Regions from separate parts of the Gossypium hirsutum genome. Here region 2 is linked to region 1. Evidence: chromatin contacts called from public Hi-C data. All regions are on one chromosome and are shown on one strand. The core of a region is the stretch at or near the end of the contact, and the rest is flanking DNA. Distances in the headings are between cores, read along the strand shown. Region 1 overlaps LOC121218630 (acetyl-coenzyme A synthetase, chloroplastic/glyoxysomal). Region 2 holds the start of LOC121218631 (sodium/hydrogen exchanger 6).

Evidence for each region. Hi-C and Micro-C count contacts between places; a contact is called where the count stands out from the background.
Region 2: a contact with region 1 is called in a Hi-C map of anther, with 3 times the contacts expected there. The contact joins the promoter of LOC121218631 here to the enhancer-like site in region 1. A contact is called at or near these places in 8 of 34 Hi-C or Micro-C datasets (anther, callus, hypocotyl and 2 more).

What each region holds. Positions count from the first base shown.
Region 1 is chrD06:63,265,535-63,269,796 of Gossypium_hirsutum_v2.1, forward strand. LOC121218630 (acetyl-coenzyme A synthetase, chloroplastic/glyoxysomal) reads right to left here. Exons shown (of 18, transcript XM_041096148.1): 18 at 2,942-3,500. The coding sequence ends at 3,315. Among protein-coding and RNA genes, the nearest start is that of LOC121218630, 7.5 kb to the right of the region's middle. Within about 2 kb of position 2,192, at least 6 of the 9 cell types and tissues checked have an H3K27ac peak or open chromatin away from gene starts, as enhancers often do.
Region 2 is chrD06:63,309,964-63,314,225 of Gossypium_hirsutum_v2.1, forward strand. LOC121218631 (sodium/hydrogen exchanger 6) reads left to right here and starts at 2,398. Exons shown (of 22, transcript XM_041096152.1): 1 at 2,398-2,750; 2 at 2,831-2,882; 3 at 3,007-3,066; 4 at 3,203-3,227; 5 at 3,322-3,407; 6 at 3,496-3,607. The coding sequence starts at 2,582.

The sequences.
Region 1 (4,262 bases), core at 942-3,441:
TATTATAAGCTTTCTCCAAATCAATCTTGATAGCCATCTATTCAGAGGCGGATTTAGGGGGGCTGGCAGGTGCCCCGACCCCCCCTAAAATGTAAAATTGTTATTTAGGCCCTTAAATTTTTTTAAAAATTTTAAATTAGTAAAGGTAAAATTTCATTTAAAATTATAAAAATCGATTTAATCCTTTTAAAATTATAAAGATATAGACTATAAAAAATTAAATTTTCATCTGGCTCCCCCTAAAAATTTGTTCTGGCTTCGCCCCTGCATCTATTGGAGATTCTTCTTGAACCTCATGGAATGTAGGCTTCCTGAGCAATGACAACGTTATCGATAATACTTCTCCCCGCTATGAACCCAGTTTGCTCTTGGATTATAAGCTTCGAAAAAGTACTCTTAAACCTGTTCGCAATGACCTTCATAACCAGTTTATATAACACCGAACAAAGGCTAATGTGTTTGAATTGCGTAAGGTTTTTAGGATTAGAAACTTTTGGAACTAAGATGATAAGGGTATTATTAAATTCCGAGTCTATATTCCCTCCTCCAAAAATCTTCTAAACCCATTCGCAAATAACTCCTCTTAAATTATCCCACTGATTCTAAAAGAACAAAGCGTGGAAACCATCACTGCCAGATGCTTTCAGTAGAGCCATATTGAACAGGGCAGTCTTTATTTCTTCATTTATGACAGATCTCCCAAGAAAGACGATATCTTCGTGATCAAGTCTCAAAAAAGTTCTTGGAGGCATATTTCCCAACGGACATGGAACCTCTCCATAGAGGCTTTGAAAGAAATTAACCGCTCCAGTTTTAAGGGCCTCGGATTCAAAAACCCACTCCCCATTGAGTTATACAAAGCAGCTATTCTATTGAAATTTCTTCTTTGTATTGTACGTCTGTGGAAATACTTGGTGTTGCGATCCCCTAACTTTAACTACTCACATCTCGATTTTTGTTTCCAAAGCACCTCCTCATGATGCAAGATATTATTAATCTCCTCCTGAACCTCCAATTCCTGTTGAGCTAGAGTCCATGACCCATTGTATGTTGGAGAGCTTGTGGATTAGCCGCCTTTTACGATGATTAATGTGACCATAAACGCACTTATTCCAATTCCTGAGCTTATCGATGAAATCAGCTAACATTCTAGTCATGTCTCCATCAAATCTCCAATTGTCCCTTACACATTCTGAAAAATCGGGTGCTTCAACCATCTAGCTAAAAATGGAAAGGGACGATGTTTAGAAAAATTAGAGATCGACTGTAAATTAAGTAAAAGCAGCCTATGATCCGATTTAATTCTTGGGAGGCGAGTTACCAAGCAATTTGGAAAGGACTTCATCCAAGCTTCATTACCCAAAGCCTGATCAAGTCTCTCAAAAATATTACCGCAATGCCAAGTAAAAGGACCTTGAAATCCCAGATCATGTAGTTGAGCCTTATCCTTAAATTCACCAAAAAACGGGTATTTTCGACCTCTCACATATCCATCTTTTTTATCTTCCGAAGAGAGAATGGCATTAAAATCGCCAATGGCCAACCATGGCCATTGCCTCACCGGAATAGAAAGGCTCAGATCCCTCCACAAAACTTTCCTTTTCTGCTTATCAAGACTGCCATACACAAAGGCAATAAAAATCGGTTGAGAGTGGAGAATGGAGTAAATGCGAACCAGAATGAATTGAGGATGATTACCCAACACCTCAACATCAATAGATTTTTCCAGCCTAACCAAATACCACCAGAGAAGCCAATCGCTTCCACTCGATGTGATTTCTCCAGACCCAACTTAGCAATAATAGTATCGACTTTAGACCCACTAACCATAGGCTCAAGAAGATTGACTATATCCAGCTTATAATGGTTGTCATGCTCTCAAAATACTCTCGAAAAATTAACATTTGTGTACCTTGCACATTCCAAGATAGAATAGAAAAATTCATAATAAAAATTAAAAAAGAAGGAAAGGAGAAACTTATCTTACCGTCGATCATGGATAGAATTATCTAGCCGCTCTCCTTCTTCCAGCGACAAATCATTATCGACATATCCATCCAATTCACGTAAGAAGATCCACTGCCATCTTCATAGATTCAGCGCAAGAAACTCGCAAGTTTTCAGAAGTCTTGAATTTATTACCTGGACCCTTTAAGGTTTTATTTATTTTCCACCCTCCTTTCTGGCCAGGCGCTTTAACTCCACTCCCCCCATTGTTCTTCATATTTAGACGATTTTCGAAAATATTTGGATTGCCTCCAACCTCTTCGCCTAAAGGTTTCGGTTGGGTGTTCTTTTTGAATATAACTGCTGTGTGATTTGTTGCATCCAGTACGCCTTCTTTTACCGCCACGTCAATTACAGTTGCTTCCTCAAAGGTGGGGATAAAATGAAATAAATGCTCCTCTTTATACCCAGTAGAATTTGAAGGAATCATATTCAATCAAATCATTTTTAATGTTGGATACTTTTCGAATTTTAAAATTTGTCTTTACGCATATGACTAGTTAAATCTATTGACTAGCTTTTTTGGGAGTAATATATGAAAATAACAAGTTGACATAACATTATACATAATAATATATTTGTTGTTTTTAGAAAATAATTAAACTTAATAAATTCAATTATTATCATTTGATTAAAACTGAAATGTAAAAATTAAAAATCATCAAATTAACACTTACCCATAGTAAATTTCTCCTACTTTTGTGGGTACCTTAAATCTTTAATTGTTGCTAAAGCTAAGATGAAGGCATTTTTGGCAACTAGAATAGAAGATTTTATATTAAGATTGTCTGGTAGATTCGTCATGTCAGTTACATTTATGACAAAAACATGAAAAGCTTGTTGATCCCTTCATGAATTAAGATGTAATATTAATGATCCGCAACTGTTCACAAAGCCAATTGCATACAGGCCATACTCCATAGGGACGAATAGCTGAAAAGGGCAGGAAATTTCAGCCTCATTTATTAATTTATTATTATCATATCACTATATTATTTTTGAAAGAGTACAAATGTACATTAGTTTACATACATACAAAGATTAGGTTGGCCGGGGCCGGGAAGGGGGGGGTTTAGAAAATAAAAATATCAATATGGATGAAGCAACCTCCAAAGATGGGTAAAAAAAAGAGACAAATTAAGTACTTAAAAATCAAACTAGATGAAGCTATATAAGCCATCAAGATAAAAATAAAGAGCCAGAAAGATACTGAACTCACTGTCGAAATGGGAATGATATCCAGCAACAAGTGTGCAATTGAGTTGGTTCTTTGACTAGGTACTTTAGTGTGTTTTTCTGTTTCAGTTTCAGGTATCAGCAAGTTTAATAAGCTGGTCTACTACACCTGGATCGGCCAGTGTGCTTGTGTCTCCGAGTTCATCCAACTGTCTGGCCGCGATTTTCCTCAGAATCCTCCGCATTATCTTCCCACTCCTTGTTTTTGGGAGGGCAGGTGCCCAATGTATTTTGTCAGGTGCCGCGAATGCTCCTATCTGCAAGCCACCCACATGCACCTTTAACTAACCAATGTTTAACTAATCGGGATGTAAGGACACCGGTAGCTACGGCTACAGTTTAAATTTTTTATTCAACTGAATGGTAATGGTCAAAGCAACAAATTTTGAAAACTATTAGAGACCATAGCAAACATCTAAATTCCACGTCTTCTTTTCAAGGACCACACTTCAAAAAGTGCAAGGCTGACTAGGAACTAATATGGGTTTAAAGTACTTGGGAGGTTGCTGTATTATAGGGACTAGATCAATTTAATCTTTATACTATTAAAAAGAATTAAATAAGTCCAAATTGTAACAAAGTTAACATTTAATATATAAAAATTATTTTGAAATTTATTTTTTTCAATTGTAGTTCAATTCTAGATTTCATTTACAGAACTATAAAAACTTTCAAAATATTAACTCTGTTAAACAGGAAATGATATTTTTTAAACAATAAATGTTTACTCTATTTCAATTCGATCTTATGCGATTCTTTTCAATAGTACAGTGACTAAATTGATTTATTTAATAGTAGAGGGACTAATTTGATCAGGTCCATATAATAGAGGGACTTCTCAGATACATTCACCAACTAATATGTCTATGGTGACGGTGTAGATCATCTCTTAAAAGAAACAAGCACTAATCTATTACATGTTTCATATTTATATTCTACATATCATGTAGGTTAAATATGAGAGTTCCTAAGCATAAGCAAGCAACAACGTTTTTCTTCTTTTACTTTTTTGCTAGTTT
Region 2 (4,262 bases), core at 1,148-3,647, 45 kb after region 1:
AGTTTATGTTTTAGTCACTTAATTTTAAAAAGTTACAAAATAATCCTTAAACCATTCAAAAGTTTTAATTTAAGTTGTTGAACTATTTAAAAGTTTTTGTTTAAGTCATTTAATTATTAAGCTTTTTTTTTTTAATTTCGGTGAGCGAGTTTCAAGCAATGATTTGACAATCAATACGATAGATCAGTATCCATCAATAAGTAGAATAACATATTTTAGACCCAAGTCAATTTGATTGTTAGTGTTGAAGATTGGAGAAGAAAGTTGTTTGTGTTTTGGTACGAAAATTCGTGCTGTTCAAAACTATTTTGGAGAGAGAAAGCTTAACTACAGAAAGAAAGGAATAAAGGCTTTTGATTGATGTAGTAAATTCGAATAGAAAAACCCATACAATAACAATTTTAACAGTTTGGTAAACTAAATTAAAACTTTCGAATAATTTAGTGACCATTTCGTAACTTTTTAAAATTAAGGGACTAAAATGCAAACATACTAATACTTTAGTGAATTTGATCACGTTTTCTCTCCCCTTTCCTGAGTTTATGTCTCTCTTTGTTTGAACTATTTTGTTGTAAATAAATTGGAATTTGATCTATTTTTTAAAAATAATTTTGGATAAATTACATTGTAGGTCACTTAAATATATTTAAATTTATTTTTCATCACTCATTTATGAAAAATTATAAAATTATCATTTATTATCTTTTTTTTTGTCCAATTTTATTTAACCGCGATTAACTTTGTGATGAAAAGTCTAACATGATAAATCTAAAATTAACACAATAATAAATTTAATCCTTAATATTTATACATTTTATCAAATTAATCATTATTCTAAAAAATTAACTTAAAATTAAACCAATTTTTTATCACTTATTCCCCTAAAATCCAACTAATATTTACAACTTCATCAAGAAAAAAAATCAATCCAATAATAAATATATAAAATAAAAACCACTATTATAACAAAAAGCAGTGTCATTTTTTGAAAAAATAATCATTTTATTTAAAAATAAATGACTCTTCTCTCACTAAACCCTTAAAAATACTTAATCATTTTATTTTCGTTTAACTCGATTGATATGGGCATTATTGTCAATGTAGGAGGACGCGAGTTTGAGTGCGCTAAAACGCATTATCCTCTTATTTATGGGTTGGGGAGATGATATGAATAATTATTCTAAGTATTGTGCCAAAAAGATTAGATATGATCAAAACTTATAATGCCATAGTTAAAATTTTTTTTCTTCTTTTAGTGATTGTTTTAATAGCTTTGTAATAGTCTTATATTTAATCACATACATCGGTTTATCAAGAATTAATATTATGTATTAATTTATATAGTTTTTATAAACGTTTTAATTTTAAAAAAATTGATCCCACAGTCCAAATTTTTCGAATATGCCTCTGATGAAAAGCATCAACTATTAAGAATCTAATCTTATCTTATCGATTTCCTTTTAAGGAAAAAGTTCAAATTAGTGGCGCCATTGATCATCGAAGAAGACATCAACACAGTGGAGGTAAAGGTAAAGGTGAAGGTGAAGTTGAAGGTGAAGATGACAATTATTAAGTTTGGGTGAGCAAGAAAAAAGAAAAAGAAAAAAGAAAAAAAAGAGAGAGAAAATGATAGGGAGGAAAGAAGAAATATAAAAAAGAATAGCAGTGAAAGGGAAAAAAAGAAGAAGGGAGAATTTAACAAATTTTTTAAGAATTAGGAGCAAATTGAAATAATATGTAAATATTAGGGCTGAATTTGGTATTATACCAAATTTAGAACTACGTCGTCTCTGGTTGGGCACTATTTTGTAATTTTTCAGTGAAGGCCTTTCTTGTCCCTCTTAATTTTAATATTAAACAAATTGGTCCCTCAAAAAATTAAAGCAATTTAATCTCTATCAATTTTGATTATGAGCAACTACGGACTATTAATAACAATGTTAATTTTTTTCCTCAATTGTACATATTTTTAATTGGTCTAATAATAATTTTAACCCTCAAAATTTACATATTCTGTCAACTTGGTTTTAATTTAACAAATTTAACCCACAAAATTTACACATTATATCAATTTAGTCGTAACAATTTGATCCCGCAACATTTACACAATAAAATTTAGTATTATACCAATCAAAATTGCATATAATTGATGGAATACAATTAATGTTGTAATAAAATTTCCTTAACTGCTCACTTTCGAAATTGATAGGATGGTCCGATTTTTTTGAGAGGGACTCAATTGCTCAATATTAAAATTGAAAGGGGCCGGGGAGGTGTTTTTACCTAATTTGTTAGATAAGTGATTAAAAAGAAAGTTAAGCATAATTAAGTGACCTGTAGCATAATTTATCCAATGGTTTATTTAATATATATTTAAAATAAAAAAAAACCTCGACTATCACATTTGGTCTTAATAAATTTATTGTCAACTAGGGTTAAAAAAGGCAAATAAAAATTTAAGGAAAAAGACGTCGAAAAAGGTAACATCGGAAAAGAAAATTGCCGTCCTCGAGGCCGTCGTCGGAGGCGTTCCTTGATCGTTGATCCCCGTGAAGCGTCTTCGTTTATCAAAATTGAGAGGATGGATAATTCAACGGCGGAGAAAGGGAGCCCGGGGCAAGAGCAGCAGGCTGCCGGAGTGGGGATTCTTCTTCAGATTATGATGCTTGTTCTTTCTTTCGTCGTTGGCCATGTTCTTCGCCGCCACAAATTCTACTACCTTCCCGAGGCCAGCGCTTCTTTGCTTATTGGTTAGTCTACTTCTTCCTGATTGTCTTTGTATATCGTCTTTCGATTCCTTAGTCAGCGAGATAATAGCGTTTCTTTTCAGGTTTGATTGTTGGTGGACTTGCTAACATCTCCGACACTGAAAGAAGCATCAGGTTTTCCATTTCTTTTTTTTTCTTCTTCTTGTTATGATTAGTATTTCTTCTCAGTTTTCAATTTCAATCTTCTGTGATAAAATTGAGAAACCCTGATTTCATTTGGTGTTAATAACCTGGGCAGGGCGTGGTTCAATTTCCACGAGGAGTTCTTCTTCCTGTTTCTGCTACCTCCAATCATCTTATATCCTTGCATTTCTTAGATAATTGAAGATTTGTTTCCTACCTACCTGATATTAACATTTCTGTCTGCACATTCTCTTATCTCTCAAGTTGGGTTTTGTAGCTAATTATTTTCCTTAACTTACCCTTTCCGGCACTCAGTCAGGGTTTAGCCTATCACCTGTAAGTAGTAGTAACTCTCTTTCTATTACTTAGTGTTTTTTGCATATTGTTTTTTTTCCTGTAATTCTCATCCCCTTTTCTCTCCTTTGAGCAGAAACCCTTCTTCTCTAACTTTGGAGCCATTGTCACATTTGCTATTTTTGGAACTTTTATAGCTTCAGTTGTTACTGGAGTTTTAGTGTGAGTATTTCTTTAGTACAGAAATATCTGTCTTTTTGTGCTGCAAGAGATCTCTTTTTCTCACCACTTTTTAATTCTCATGTTACAGGTATCTTGGTGGTCTTATGTACCTCATGTACAAACTCCCTTTTGTTGAATGCCTAATGTTTGGTGCTCTTATATCAGCGACCGACCCTGTTACTGTTCTTTCCATATTTCAGGTTTTTTTTTTACAATTTTGGCTACCTATTTTAGGTGGGTTAAGACTATACAAAAACATAATTATGCTAATAGTCATGGCATATACCTCCTCCAACACCATATATTGCAAATCAGTGAAGATTTATAGTAATTATTCAAATGATCCAAAAACAATAGTAACACTGACCTACTCAGTTGTGTGTGTGTGTTTTTTTTTGTGATGTAGCTTAACTTGTATTCTCTTCATTGATGTATCACTATACCTCTTATTTTTGTTTTGGGAAAATTGATTTAATTTAACTTAAATTCCATTTAATTGCTGCTTTTGTATCTTACATTTTTCCATTTGCTTTTGCTTCCCAAAAGACGGGTAAAAAGCAAAAGGGAACAGAGAAAGAAACTACATTATGAGTAAGAATGAATGAATAACTAACATGCAACACTAATATATTATAATTGTTTCTCAAAAGTATAACCATGCATTCTTATTCTCATAAAAAAAGTGTAAATTTAGTTTTCAATTATTAACAAATATTAGTGTTTCTTTTGTATTAGTTAGTTAGTTTGTTCCTGCAAAAGGCAAGCATCAAAAGCAAAAACCAAATAGGAACTCAGCAATAATATAATTGCTGAGCAACTCTCCTTTTAGTCAGTAACCCATACTTTGTTACATAC